2 separate regions of the Mus musculus genome follow, and region 2 is linked to region 1. Evidence: chromatin contacts called from public HiChIP or PLAC-seq data. All regions are on one chromosome and are shown on one strand. Each heading gives the region's core, a stretch centred on a gene start, on an enhancer-like site or on the middle of the called end of the contact. The rest is flanking DNA. Distances are from core to core; before and after follow the strand shown.

Region 1 (7,724 bases), core at 2,695-5,194:
CCCCAGGGTCCTCTGCAAGAGCGAGCTCTCTTAACTGCTGAGCCATCTGCCCAGCCCCTTTGATTGGTTTTGAAGAGAAAAAAAAAGTGTGAGAGATTGTGTTCATAGCATGGGGTAACTGACCACACTCATCAGTCCCACACTTGAAATATTCAAATTTCAAATCAACCTCCAACTGTCCCCCACTTTCTTTTATTTTTTTCAGTATAGCCCAGACTGGCCTCAAACTCACTATGTAGCTGATGATAGCCTCGGACTTCTGACCCTCCTGCGTCAACTTCTTGAACACTGGGATTACATGTGCACACCACCACACTAGTGCAGTTTGTATGAAGTTCTGGGGCTCAAACCTGGGTTCTAGGAATGGTAGGCAAGAACCAACAAGGCCACTTAAACCCAGCTCAACTTCCAAGCCCTTCCCAAGGCTTCATAGACTCTTGATCCCTGCCCCATCTCCACCCGACACCCACTTTTCTACCACAATCCCTTCCCTTTCTACTTCTAGAACTCGTTCATTCATCTGTTTTTATATCTTTGAATGTCAGCTTCAAAAGTACTTGTATTTTTCTATCTTTTTAAAAAATGATCTATTTTATTTGTTTTATGTATATGAGTACACTGTAGCTGTACAGATGGTTGTGAGCCTTCATGTGGTTGTTGGGAATTGAATTCAGGACCTCTGCTCGCTCTGGTCAGCCCCACTCACTCTGCTTGGCCCCACTTGGCCCCAGTTACTCAGTCCCTGCTCACTCTGGCCCAAAGATTTATTTATTATTATAAATACACTGTAGCTGTCTTCAGATACACCAGAAGAGGGCGTCAGATCTCATTATGGGTGGTTGTGAGCCACCATGTGGTTGCTGGGATTTGAACTCAGTTCCTTAGGAAGAGCAGTCAGTGCTCTTACCCCGTGAGCCATCTCTCCAGCCCATATTTTTCTATCTTGTCCACTAAAAGTTAATGACAACAGATAGTAGTCACTCATGAAATATCAGTTATGTGACTGTTAGCATCCTCCCATCTCATGGCCTGTGCACACATACTGGTTCATGCACACACCTAAATGCTCTAAGGTCCTTCCTCTGCCAAGAAGCCAGATTCCCGACGGGCACGGCCACAGCTTACTCAGTCACACGTGATATAAAGTTAAAACTCCCACAGTATAGCCCTTTCACAATGCGGTCTGTGCTGTTCTCTGCAACCTGATCCATCCTCTGTCCCCCATTCTGCTTCTAGGCCCAAGCCCCTCTGCCAGGAGTCTGGCCAATTCCCTTTATAATAAACCAATCTCTGATACAGATGCATTGGAGTTGGGAGGGGAAATAAAGTCAGCGTCTGGCCACACATCATAGGCAGGGTCTGCTCCTGCAGTCTCCAACAGCAGTCGCACGGCCGATAGCTACACATTTCGTGGTCCTCCAGGTTCACGTGGCTTTAATTTTTTCTGAAATCCTCTCGCCATGGTTTTGACTTACAAAGAGACCACCTCCTTCCTTCCTTCAGCTCTCACCTACTTTCTCCCTAACTCTGACCCTAACCCTAATTGCAGACGCCGCTATGAGCTTGTAAGATGCTTCCTCTAAACAAACCTTTGCGTTCTTTATGATAGTCAGATGACAGTAAGGAAAGAATACATGCAGAATGTCTGGGCAGGGCACCCGTGTCCCAGGGGATCATGGGTAACATTTGGTCCTACCGGGGGCGGGGAATCAGAAGAGGGCAGAAAGCAGGCATGAGGTGGACGAGAAGAAGGCTGTGCCTTGACTCTAACTGACCGACCGTGGTAGCCGGAGGACATTAAACTTAGGCTCCACCTGCTGGGTTTTGCTGGACTGTGCCAAGGCCACTGAGGGCTCCTTGGACTGGTGAGTCTCAAACTTGTGTGCATAAGTATTACCTGATAGAGGTAAAGTACGTGTTTCTGTCTCCCCCAACCTGCTTCCTTTTGGCTATCTTCTCTAGAGGGATACAACGCCATTTGGAAGGTTGCTGTGTGCATTCTGGGCCCTCCACTTTCTCTTCATGCACTATATCTGTGAAACCTTGCAAAAGACCGGAGTATCAACAGAACTGCCCCACTGTGACCACAAGCCACTGCCTCCTGCACGCAGGTGTATGGTAGTTACGGCTGAGAGCTGGCTCTGGAGTCAGACTTCTTTGAATTAAGCCTGCCCCACCACTGTCTGCCAGGAACCAGTTGCTTTATTTGCTTACTTTCAGTCTCCTTGTCTCTAAAATTTGGAAGATAACAGATCCTATCTCATGGAGACACTGTACGGATTTTCGGCATTGATTCCTATGTGGGCGGCACTTTGCACAATGCTTGGAACATAGACCCAGTAAGTGACTGGCTATCATTATTGTCGTTATAAGTAGTATAATATACTAATGTAATAAATAATATGATAAAATATTATTAGTATATTAGTGTAATATACTAATAGTGGCAATAATGATATTGTCCCATAGGTAATATAATATACTAATTAATATAAGTATGTTAGTAGCTGCTAAACTAAGCTAACCCTGCAATGGAAATGACCAGCCACTCTCTCTCCCCAACCCCACTCCAGGCTCCTGTCAGAGCATCACAAGCTCTGACCCTGGAGAACCCACAGCAAATCTCCCTGGAGCCACCTGTGGCAGCTCCTGGGACCTGTGGATCCAGCATAGTGACCACAGCCTCCAACATCAACATCATAGTAGCTACAACCCCAGCGTCACCAGCACAAGGCCACCCACTGCAGGAAGCAAAGGGAGAGCCTAACCAGGCCAGCTGAGGCCATGGGAAGTCACCCTAACTGCAATGGTCTCCATGGTTGTGGCCTCGGCCGTGGCTGTGGCTGTGGCTTTGATTCTTGCTGCAGGGCTTGTAGCCTCTCTTGTTGAGTATCTACAGAGTCTACAAATCTTTTTTCCTAACCAGGAGTTCAGGCAAATGAAGACAGAGGGCTGGAGAGCAGAGGCTGTCTGCACGGGTAACAAGAGGGACTGAGGAAGAGTTACACAGAAATGGCGGGCTAGAACTAGCAAGACAGAACATTGGAGAAGCTAGGTGCTATCCAGAAGATGCTAAAGAGGGGGATCAGGGTAGAAGACCCCCTTAGGGGTGAGCTCCCACAGGGCTAAGAGTGCAGAGGATGAAGGGATGGGAAGGGGGGACACGCCCCTGAGGTGTTGCCCTTGCCTGAGAAGCCTCACACCAAACCTGAACCACCCCCACAGCCCCAGCCACGGGCTGCACCCTCAAGCCTATCACCAGCCAAGTGCCACTGGACTCGACTGCAGAGACCAGAGTCCTCCTGCAACCGTGGAGCTGACTGGGAGATACTGTACCTGAGCATCCCAAAAGGTGACCTGGGGGTACCCAGAGGGGCAGGTTCCCCTGTCTCCATGGCAACCAAGCAGCCTCCCTCCCACTTGGCTGCCCACCAGGAAAAAGAGGAGTGTAGGCTGTGACTGTGTGATTAAACAAAATAAATGAACCTAATCCCCATCGGAGCCCAAGTATGGGCACATCACATGACACATCACGGAGGAAGGTGCCACACCCCAGTGTTACAGTTTGCTCACTGTTGCTGTGATAAATTTTGTACTGAAAGCACCTTGGGTTGTGGGGGGGTGGGGGGCAAGCAAGGGTTGGAGGAGGGAGGGTTTGTTTGGCTTACATTTATCTCCAGGGCAGAAGCTCGCAGGAGCCCGGAGGCAGGAACCATGGGGAAGTTGCTTGCCGGCTCACTCTCTCCTGCTCTCCTGCTTAGTTAGCTTGCTCGCTTTCTTTCTTTCTTTCTTTCTCTCTCTCTCTCTCTCTCTCTCTCTCTCTCTCTCTCTCTCTCTCTTTCTTTCTTTCTTTCTTTTCTTTTGTTAGCTTTCTTACACAGCCAGGACTATCTGCCCACACCCACATTCCAGCTATCCACGGTGGGCTGGGCCATTCTGCATAAGTTAGCTATCACAGAGACCTCCCACAGATGCGCCCACAGGCAAACCCAATCTAGGCAATTCCTCCATTGAGGTTTCCCTCACAGGTGTGTCAAGTTGACAGTTGAGGCTAACCATGAAGCCAGGAGACACCCTTCCCAGAATTCTCCCAGTCCCCAAATCCCTTGAGTGAAGTTGGGGGGGGGGGAGCAGGTGTGGACTTCAGGTTTGTGCTGTGCAGTGAGTGAGACACAGTTTCTGTGAGACAGACCAGGGTTGGGGTTGTGGGGGACTATGGATGTATGGATGTGTCTTGCTGATGATGGGGCTGCCCCGGTTCAGGCCACATCCTCTCTCAACAGTCAGTTCCAGGACTGAGTGCAGGTAACACCACCTGTCTCTAACCAGCCTTGTCCTGCAGAGAGAACTGCACCTTCAGGCATGGCCTGCACTTTTGTTCTTGAACCTGGTGCTCAACAGGCCCTAAGAAGCAGCCCTCTGACAAGGTCACCATGAGATCTCTCCAGAGGCTGGGCCAGTGTTCTTCCTCAGGGCTTCCAGGTCGCCTGGCTTGCCCACAAAGCTGCCAAGTCTCCTCTGCCCCTAGGTTCTCTCAGCCTGGGGCTTGACCAGAATCTCAGGACCTGAGTTGTTTCTCTGTGCACAGTTCACAGTGATATCGACAGAATAGGAGCCGTGTAATGTGAACAGCATTGTCAGTAGAAAATAGGGCTCTCATAAAATTCAAGAACGGAAGCTGGGATTGGTCATGAAGACCTTTGATCCGGGCTACCGAGAGGCTGAGGCAGGAAGATTTAAGACCAGTATCAGCAATTTGCTGAGCCTTGTCTCAAAACAAAAAATAAATTTAGTGTCTGGGGTGATGGCTATGGAGTAAAGTGCTTGTTGTACGAGCATGAGGACCTGCGTCTAAAACTCCCACACTAAAAAAAAAAATAAAAATTTAAAAGGCTGGGCATCGAGTGCATCTTTCCTGGGGAGTTGGAGAGGTGGATCCCTGGGCTTGCTGGCTAGCCAGACAGCCAATCAGCAAGCTCAAAGATAAATGAGAGACCATGTCTCAAAAGTAAGGAGGAGGGGCTGGAGAGATAGATCAGTGGTTAAGAGCACTGGCTGCTCTTCCAAAGGACCCAGGTTCAATTTCCAGCACCCACATGGCAGCTCAAAGCTATCTGTAACTCCAATTCCATGATCCAACACCCTCACACAGATATACATGCAGGTAAAACACCAGTTCACATAAAAAAATAAAATAAAATAAATAAGTTAAGTGAAACCAATACAGGAAGATGCTAGATGTCACCTCTGGCTCACACACACACACATACACACATGTGCCTACACATACATACATACACACATACACACATGCTCACACATATGTGTTCACACACATACACATGCTCCATGTACATATGTCCACACACATGCTCACACACACATACATGTGCTACACACATGCTCATACACATGTGCTTATACACACACATACATATATATTCATATGTACCACACACGTTTGCTCACACTCACATGTGCTTACACACACACACACATATACATATATATACACACATACACACACACACACACACATATATATATATATATTTACACACAGGTACTACACACACGTGCTCACACACGTTTTCACTCATATATATACACACACACATACACATGTGCTCTCACACACATATACACACGTGCTCCATTCCCACATTTGCTCGCACACATGAACACCTGTATGCATGCGCACACAAGTATCTTTTAAAGAGCTAGGAGTATGGCTTAGTAATATATACAGGCTGTCTAGCACGTATATTTAATCTCTAGTACTCAAGGGAGGAAGGAGGCCAGGAAGAAGGAAGAAAAAAAGAAAATGAAATGAACCTGGCCATGGTAGCGCATAACTTTAATCCCAACACTCCAGAGGTAGAGGCAGGTGGGTCTCTGTGAGTTCCAGGACTGCCAGTACTACAGAGAGAGACTCTGCCTCAAAAATAAACAAACGAATACACACAGAAAAGCAAAAAGACAACACAGGTAAGACTGACTTACGGTGACTGGGTCTCCTGAGAATGGAGTTGTAGAAAAGGAAGCTTCCTTGGTACCGGAAACAGTTGATATGTTGGCTGTGCTCTTACTGGCACAGCTAAAAATGTGTCAAGATTGGGCTAAAGAGACAGATCCGTGGTTAAGAATGTTGCTCTTTCTGAGGACCCTGGTTTGGCTCCCAGCAATGCATAGCTGCTCATAACCATCTGTAATTCCAGTCCCAGGCACTCTGATGCCCTCTCCTGACCTGCAAGCAACACGTGCACATGGGGCCCTCACATACGTGTAAAATGTCCATACACATAAAATAAAAATAGGGACTGGAGAGATGGCTCAGCGGTTAAGAGCACTGACTGCTCTTCCAGAGGTTCTAAGTTCAATTCCCAGCAACCACATGGTGGCTCACGACCATCTGTAATGGGATCCGATGCCCTCTTCTGGTGTGTCTGAAGAGAGCAATGGTGTACTCATATGCATAAAATAAATAAACAAATCTTTAAAAAAAACAAAATAAAAATAAATAAATAAAAATAAATTCAATGTTTAAAAACCATAAGATTTATGAATATTTAAGATCTGTACAAGAAGAAGAAGAAGAAGAAGAAGAAGAAGAAGAAGAAGAAGAAGAAGAAGAAGAAGAAGAAGAAGAAGAAGAAAACAACATCCGGGCATGGTGGCACATGCCTATAATCCCAGCACTCGGGAGGCAGAGGCAGGCAGATTTCTGAGTTCGAGGCCAGCCTGGTCTACAAAGTGAGTTCCAGCAGGACAGCCAGGGCTACACAGAGAAACCCTGTCTCGAAAAACCACAGGGGGGGAAAAAAAGATCTGTACATTACAGTGTTGTAAATTTTACCGCGTTAAAATAAGAACAATGTAAAGGGTTTTATAAAATGATATCCTGAAGCAGTGATTCATTGCTCAGCTACCTGATTCGTCACAGAGCTCTCTCCTCTTCAGCCATACCTTTATTTTAAGACCTCCATCCTTCCTTCATCCTTGCATTAAATGTACAAAGAGCCTGCTTGGAGCCTGAGAAGGTCCCAAGAAGATGGGGAGACGGGACACACAGGGCGGGGAAGGCTCCAGGGATGACCTGCAGGTCACCGTGTGGGCAAAGAGACAGGTTTATAGACAGATGAGTGGCAGGCTGTGCCCAAGGCTTTTCAATTGTCCTGCCCCAGAGGGAGGCTAGAAACTTGGCTCAGAGGTGGGGCTGCTCACAGGCAGGAGACAGGTGGACCATGAAGAATTTGGGGAAAGAAACAAGAATCCAAGAATACAGGCTGCAACTACAAGCCAGGGCGCGGCCAACGAGGGTCAGAAAGATTGTGGAGCTAGAAAGCGTAGCACAGGAAAAACGGTGGGGTTAACACAGCGCTAAGGATGCCACACAGAGGAGTCAGGAGTTAGGCCTGCCATAACAGGAAGCCAGCCAGCAGGGCAGTATAAGGAGTACGGAACAAAACACAAACAAAAGCAAAAACCAAGAGCAGGTTGACCACTGAACAAGGGGAAAATGGAGGACAGAATCAGGCCAGAAAGCTCCACCAAGCCCCAGCAAACAAACACACACACAGCCAGGGGATCCCCAGCGTGAATGGGAAGGAAGCAAGAAAAATGAGGATTTCAGGACATCTCTGGCCAGAGCTTTCATTTATTCTTTAATAATTACATACATGTATATACTGGACCTTGACCATACCCACTTTCAGCTCCTCTGT
Region 2 (7,724 bases), core at 2,066-4,565, 150 kb before region 1:
GAAACAGAGAGGGTAAGCAGAGAGATGTAGCATTATCAAGAAACATGAAGAAGACTCTCAAGGGTGGGAGGGGCTCTAAGGGAAGAATATTGATTTGCTGTTCTGCCCGATGCCTTTTAGGGGTCTTGGATGAGGTCATTTTTATTGAGACGCATCACTTTTGAGCACATCACAGGCTGAGCCAGGAAGTGGCTTACACACCTTACATATGCTTCCTGGATCCAACCAGAAAAGTGATCCTGTCATTCTTCTGGTCAGAGGAGGGCTCATAGGTGCTACTGAAACACTTATTATCCACCATGGCCCTCGCTGCCTACAGAAAGCTGGGGGTCTCAATGTGATTGTATGAATGACTGCAGAGTAGGTCTGAGAGGCATCCACTGCTGAGCACAATGAAGATAAATTGTGTTTTCCTCAAAGAATGGTTAAGAACTGTCTAGAGATGTGTTTCCTGGGCTCTGATGAGAGTATGGACGGTTTCCTGGTAACAAAGTGTGCAGTCCATCCCCTTCCGGCACAGCTGCATTTCTTGATTGGACTAAAACACTTCAAGCTTTCACTGAAGCTGAGTTGACTCCCAGTCCAGTGTCAGCTTGTACAACAAGGGAACGTGAGAGGAAAAAGGAAGAGGTGAGTGGAAGTACTTCCTAGGTCAGGGTCCTAGACTTCCTGTAGCTTTAGCCAATTAGGGCCTGAGTTAGTCCACCATGGAGAGGCAAAGTGACACTCAGAGCCTGAGGACCCCATGTCTCTCCCTCCAGGTATCTGCAGCCCCACTTTTGGGTGAACGACTCAACTCCCATCTGTTGTTTACCTGCAATAACTTCACTTCCCACCCTGTCAGAAATCTTCCTTTTTCACCTTATTTCCCCCACTGCTTCTCCTCGCTCCCTCCAAATATTTCCAATCACAGACATCAACATTTTTCTTATTTTTTTAAGATTTATTTATTTATTATATGTAAGTACACTGTAGCTGTCTTCAGATACTCAGTCAGATCTCCTTATGGATGGTTGTGAGTCACCATGTGGTTGCTGGGATTTGAACTCTGGACCTTCGGAAGAGCAGTCGGGTGCTCTTACCCACTGAGCCATCTCACCAGCCCCCCCGCCCCCCGACATCAACATTTTTTCTATCTGTATTTTTCTTTTTTCATACTAACATCTCTGTCCCTCCCCTCTCCCACCTCTTTTCCAGGATTCCACTATGTAATTAAGGCTGTCCTTAAACTGAAAAGCAATCCTCCAGCTCCATGAGCCTCCTGAGTGTTGGGATCTCAGACACATGCCACCATGCCCAGCGTTTCTTTGGGTGCTGCCTTCTCCCATGTTCTTACCTAGGTCCTTGTTCTTCTCTCCTTTGGGACAGCTTATGTTTTAATGTATTTTATTATTATGTGTGTGTGTGTGTGTGCGCACACACACATGCAGGTGCTTGAGGAGGCCAGAAGAGAGTGTAGGATCCTCTGGAGCTGAAGTTACAGTCAGTCAGGTGCTGGAATTGAATTTGGGTCTTCTGCAAGGGGAACACATACGTTTAACCCCTTGTCCTACTTAGGGTTTCCAGAGCTGTGAAGAGACACTATGACCAAAGCAACTCTTCTAAAGGACAACATTTAATTGGGGCTGGCTTACAATTTCGGAGGTTCGGTCCATTATCGTCATGGCAGGAAGCATGTTAGTGTGCGGGCAGACATGATGCTGAAGAAGCTGAGAGTTCTACTTATTGGTCCAAAGGCAACTAGAAGAAGGCTGTCTTCAGGCTGCTAGGAGGAGTATCAAAGCCCCACCCTCAAACTGGCACAAGGCCACACCTACTCCAACAAGGTCACACCTCCTCCAAAAAGGCCTTCTAATAGGGCCACTCCTTGGACCAAGCATATTCAAACCCCACACCCCTGAACCATCTCTTCAGCCCTTCCAACAGCAGAACTGGAGAGATGTCTCAGAGGTGACGCACACTCATTGGCTGTTCTTCCTGACCCAGGTTCAGATCCCAGTACGCGTATGGTGGCTCCCAATTGTCTTTAACTCCAGTTCTAGGGGCTCTAACACCACCTCCTTCTGGTCTCCACAAACACTGTAAGGAGGAGGTACACAGCCACACATGCAGAGAAAACACCCATACACATACATTTTTGTAAATTAAATAACAATCCCGAATTCTGGTTGTTTGTCTTCAGGGAGCCCAGTTCTCACTGCTGGTAGTGAGAGAAGCTGGGCTGGTGGTCTCTCCGATGAGGGTCTCTCTATGCCTCTCTATTATATAAAGAAAGTCTGAATTATCTCTTAGCTTGAAGAGGTTTCCCCCCCCCCTCTAGAAGACAAAGTTCATTTTCCTACCCATCTCTCATCTCTTTATCTAAAGGTGTAGCCATGGATGCCTGAAATCTCCAGGTGCGGTGAGAAGCCCTGGGTCAAATATAAGATGGTGAAGTGGTTGAGGGAAGACACCTGACAGCGACCTCTGGCCTCCACACACACGTGCACAGGCACCTGCATGCACACGTGTGCTCACAATCAGGAACACATCCACACGCCCACACACACCACACACATATACACACACAAAGGAAGCGGGGCTGGGCTGTGGGGAAGAAGGATGCCACATCTGCAGTCCTCTCCAGCCCCATCCCTCTCCCCACCGCCTTGACCTCCCTGAAGGCTTGCTCCCTGCTCAAGATCACAAGGGAGCTACCCTCACAGAACCTAGGCTTTGCAGCCAATTTTTTTTTTTTTTTTTGCGCGGGTGGGGGTGGGGTTGGGTAGGGGTCACATAAACTTCCTCGAAGTCCATCAACCTCTTGTTACTTAACTCCACGTTTCCTGTTTATTTGTTGGGTTTTCCAAGGTGCGATTTGCATATAATTCAGGAACTGTGAGTAGTAAGAGTCCCTGTCCCAGTCCCCACCCCCAGCCCCCTGCTTGCCAACTGGCCGATTTTTAGGAAGCACAATTGTTACTGAAACACTTGGAGGCTCCCTGCTGTGGGTGATCCTGCAATGTGGACCTGTGCCCACACATCACAGGAAGGCCACAGAGAAGAAGATTGTCCACGCCCCTTCCTCCTCTTTTCCAAAGCCCTCATCCCTAACTGAAAATGCTTTCATGTTTCAAATGTGACCCAACAGATAACCCGGGCCACCAGGAAGGTTGGACCAGTACCACCCTGCCCACAAACTCCAACAAAGTCTGGTAAACAGGGCTGAATGCTAACCAGTGTGGTTAGGTCATGGGCTGCCTGCCCAGAGGAAGGAAGGAAGAAGCCGCTCTTTCTAACTCACATAAAATCGTGAAAGGGGCTCCTTGTTGCCAAGCTTGGGCGTGTGTGCCAGCTGCCTGTGTCAGCAGGAACACTCTATTGTGTGTTACTGTCTCTGTCCCTCTAGAGCCTCACGCATGACAGGCAGGGGCTCAGTCCCTTAGCTACACCCTGCAGCAGCCCAGTAGAGCATGATGGTCCCTCCTGTAATCTTCACAATCTCTATGGAAAGTAGAGACAGGAGGATTCCCACAAGTCATTGAGTTATTATTTTTTATTATCTATTGGTTTTTTTAAATAAACATTTACTCATTTATTTTATGTATATGAGTAGACCATTGCTCTTTTCAGACACACCAGAAGAGGCCATCAGACCACCATTACAGAGGGTTGTGAGCTACCACGTGGCTGCTGGGACTTGAACTCGGGACCTCTGGAAGAGCAGGTGATGCTCTTAACCGCTGAGCCATCTCTCCAGCCCCTATCTATTGGGTTTGGTTGTGGTGCTTTTGAGATCAAGTCTGTTGTAGCTCAGGCTGACTTCAAACTACTATACAGCCAGGACTGGCCTTGAATGCCTGACCCTCCACAGGCAGACATGGCACTGGAGAGGAGCTGAGAGTCATATATCTGGATCATCAAGCAGCATGAAGGGAGGGAGAGAGAGAGAGAGCCACTGGGCCTGGCTGGAGCTTCTGAAGCGTCAAAGCCCACCCTCAAGGACACACTTCCTCCAATAAGGCCACGTGTCTCAATCCTTTCAAGTAGTGCTGCTCCTATGTGAGCACTTTTGTTCAAACTGAGGCACCACAAAGAAGAAGAGGAAGGAGAGGAGAGGAGGAGGGGGGAAGAAAAGGGGATGAAGGAGAGGAGGAGGAGGAAGAAGAAGGAAAAGAAGAATGAGAGGGAGAAGGAGGAGGAGGAGAAGAGGAGGAAAAAGAAAACAAGGAAGAGGAAGAAGAAGAAGGAGGAGGAGGAGGAGGAGGAGGAGGAGGAGACTCTCTAAAGTTGTCTTCTGATCTCTACACACAAGCACCATGGCACCTCTATCCACCCCCATCACAAATACATATCTCATCAAAAATAAGTTATAAAAACCTATAAAATAAGCATTTAAGGAAAGTATGCGATAGATAGCATAGTGGCAAAATAAAGAGGGAAGTATTGATTTTTTAATTAACAGCTTCATAGATGAACATTATAGATGTGTATTGTGACTATACTGTGATCATATTCACCTCATAACCTCTCATCTCCTCCCTCCTCCTGCTGATCCCTTCCTTCTTCCTAGTCCTCCTCTTCCCCTTGTGTCTTGTGTGCCGGCACATGTGAGTAATAAGGCAGTCAGCTGCTGTGTGCTCATGGTTACAATGGCCATGCCATATGCAGAACACCAAGGCCCGCAGCATCCTTTGTGGTCTTTGCATCTTCTCTCTCGCTATGTTCGTTTGGGGCAAACTATCCAACAACCCCTTACTCTCAGCACTAGGCTTAGCTGGCCTAGTAATGGGTCTCTAACTCCTGGAAAAGACTTCTCTGGTTAAGGCTGAGCACTCAACTAGCCTATTTAGAGTAAGCACAAATATTTAGAAGGCAGTTTTACTACACGGTATATTAGCAAAACATCTGTAGTAGATTCTCTCTTGGAGCCTGCAATCTCCCCAGTCCATAGGGTTTTAACCGGGTTTACAATGCTAGAGGTTTATATCTTCTTGTGGAATCCAAGTAGAGAGTGGCTGTTCCCAGAACAGTTACACTACTAAGGCAATCCTTGGTAACATCTAGCCCGGTGGGTCCACACTGTGGCCTGTAGTGTCCACAGATGGCTAAGTGTATTGATTTTTCTTCCCAACAGCATGCATAGCACCATCTGGTGCTGTGAACGCTAGGCAGCAGGAGGAAGCTTCCAGCTTAGTTCCAGTTTGATTCTGTGTGTGTGTGTGTCTGTCTGTCTGTCTGTCTGTCTGTCTTATATTCAGAGTGTGAGGTGTCTTCAGCAGAAAAGTCTTACTCTCTAGCTCTGATGGGCAACCAAGAGCCATGACAGTAGCCGAAGTTATAATGGGGACTCCTGGGTGTTCTCTGATCAACAATCCATAAAAAAGTATTCTACACCCAGAAGTGGGTTTTTTGACTTAACATACTATAGCTGTGAGATCATCGGGCACCGATATTGGGTATCTCTCCTGATACTTTTTAATGAGCTTATAAAGTAGTAGTTTTCTATGCTTCCTCTTCACACATCCTTCCCCTAACCTCCCACACCCTCATCCTATTCCAGGTTAAAGCTTTCCACCCTGCACCCACATCTAACTCGGCCCCAGGCATTGTTCCCTTAGGGAGAGTCATCATATTGAATGTGGTTTGCCAATGTGTGGACCGTAAAAAGCACTCAGGTTGGCATTATGGAAGGAATGGGTTGAGTCCCTGCAGTGTTGTCTCATGACCTGAGGTGATGAAACAACCCACTCTTTTCCCTATCAGTCATCAGCTGACACCCACGGGGAACAACAGAACAAGTCGCTGCCTGTGGCTGCTCTTCCAGGCGAGGTTTGCAGTTTTGCTGCCTCCTCAGCTCGAAGAGGTATTTCTCAGCAACCTCCTCCATCTCTCTTGGCAGCTCATCTTGATGCACTCTGGCAGAGTGGTCGATTCTGCCTCTCACGACATGTCGTCACCCTCTCTCCCCGGAAATGCTACTTCCTCGGGCCTCTTGTACCTGAGGTGGTCCAGAAGTGGAGGTTACACCTTGTACCCATGGCACACAAAGCAGTGTGAAGATGTCAAGCAGAGGGTTGGACCCTTAGTGACTCTTTAAGGAGCTTTATCAGCCTATTTTCATTTGCCTTTCATGACCCAAAGGGTTCTTGAACTCACTATGTACCCGAAGTTGACCTTGAACTCCTGATCCTCCTACTTCCCCCTCCGAAGGCTGGGATTACAAGTACGCTTTCACTTCTGGTTTTGCATTGAGATTTTGTTATAAAAAGAAGTCAGGTATTAGGAGCTGGAGAGACAGTATAGCAGTTAAGAACACTTGCTGCTCTTGAAGAGGACCGGGCTCAGTTCCCAACACCCATATTGTAGCTCTGAATCTGTCTATAACTAGATCTGATACCGGCCTCTAGCCTTAGAAGGTGTGGTTTGCAAATGGTGTACAAGTGTGTGTGTGTGTATAAACCTTTTAAAAAATATATCAAGTACAGGGTTAACTAGCCCAACCTTTCTCTGTGTAAGTTTGCTTGGTGCAGAAGAGGGTGGATGTACACAGAGTTTAATCTGTCCTTGACTCTCAGGCTGCTCCCCCAAATTTCTTCCCAGATCCAAAATGCACACACATGAAACCCCTACATTGCTTCCTTCTCTCTCTCAAGCCCTGTACCTTCTCACAGAAGATTACACAGCATTTTGGTATTCTTGTTTTCTCTTTGTAAATTGGAGGATTTAATTCCTTCATAGCATTATGTGTTAAGAATTCTAGCTCTCTGCCGGGTGGTGATGGCGCATGCCTTTAATCCCAGCACTTGGGAAGCAGAAGCAGGTGGATTTCTGAGTTCGAGGCCAGCCTAGTCTACAAAGTGAGTTCCAGGACAGCCAGGGCTATACAGAGAAACCCTGTCTCAAAAAACAAAAACAAAAACAAAAACAAAAACAAAAACAAAAAACAACAACAAAAGAACTCTAGCTCTGTGCACCCCCTAACCCCAGCAATTTGAGAAGACTGAGCAGGAGGAATGTTTCAAGTCTGAGTCCAGACTAAATCTCACAATGTAACCCTGTCTTGACAAAACAAACAAACCCAACAAACCCATCAAAGAAACAAAAACCCCTAACCTCATACTCTCTTACCAGTGCCTCTTATTGCTGTTCAGTTCTCCTCCCTCTCTCTCTCTCTCTCTCTCTCTCTCTCTCTCTCTCTCTCTCTTAGGGTCTGTCCTGGTTAGTTTTTTTGTCAACTTGACACAAGCTAGTGTCATCTGAGAAGAGGAATCTCAGTTGAGAACCTCAATCAGATGGCCTGTAGGCAAGTCTACAGGGCATTATCATGATGAATGTAGAAAAGCCCAACCTTTGGGTCTTTGGGAAGGTGGTCCTGAGCTCTGAAAAGAAACAGGCTGATGGAAGAGAACAGGAAGCCAGCAAGCAGCACCCCTACATGGTATCTACCCCAATTCCTGCCTCCAAGGTTTCTGCCTTGGCTTCCCTCAAAGGGCTGTGACTCAGGGTATAAAAGCCAAATAAAATCCTTTCCTTCTCAAGTTGCTTTTATCACAGCAATGGGAAGCAAACTAAGATAGGAACTCTTCACAGTGGAAGGAGAATCTCTACTGCCAACTTCACATCAGAGGGCATCAATCAGATTCCTCTCCCGGATCTTCACTCCCTTTCTTATGAACAAAGGCCTGTGATGCGGTGGCCTGTGGATTAAAGCGTACACTGTACCTAATAGAGCATTTCTTCCC

What was found. HiChIP or PLAC-seq counts read pairs in DNA pulled down with a chosen protein or histone mark.
Region 2: a contact with region 1 is called in a FOXA1 HiChIP or PLAC-seq map of pancreatic cancer cells. The contact joins two enhancer-like sites. A contact is called at or near these places in 1 of 39 promoter capture datasets (cranial neural crest), 4 of 115 datasets of contacts at active chromatin or transcription factors (embryonic basal ganglia, embryonic stem cells, memory CD8 T cells and 1 more) and 3 of 9 other capture datasets (adipose tissue, liver and pancreatic islet).

Annotation. Positions count from the first base shown.
Region 1 is chr17:35,597,726-35,605,449 of GRCm38.p6, reverse strand. No RefSeq gene overlaps it. Among named protein-coding and RNA genes, the nearest start is that of Gm41577, 13 kb to the right of the region's middle. Within about 2 kb of position 3,944, at least 32 of the 459 cell types and tissues checked have an H3K27ac peak or open chromatin away from gene starts, as enhancers often do. A contact at or near this core is called in pancreatic cancer cells, where this site is marked.
Region 2 is chr17:35,747,957-35,755,680 of GRCm38.p6, reverse strand. No RefSeq gene overlaps it. Among named protein-coding and RNA genes, the nearest start is that of 4833427F10Rik, 21 kb to the left of the region's middle. Within about 2 kb of position 3,315, at least 117 of the 459 cell types and tissues checked have an H3K27ac peak or open chromatin away from gene starts, as enhancers often do. A contact at or near this core is called in pancreatic cancer cells, where this site is marked.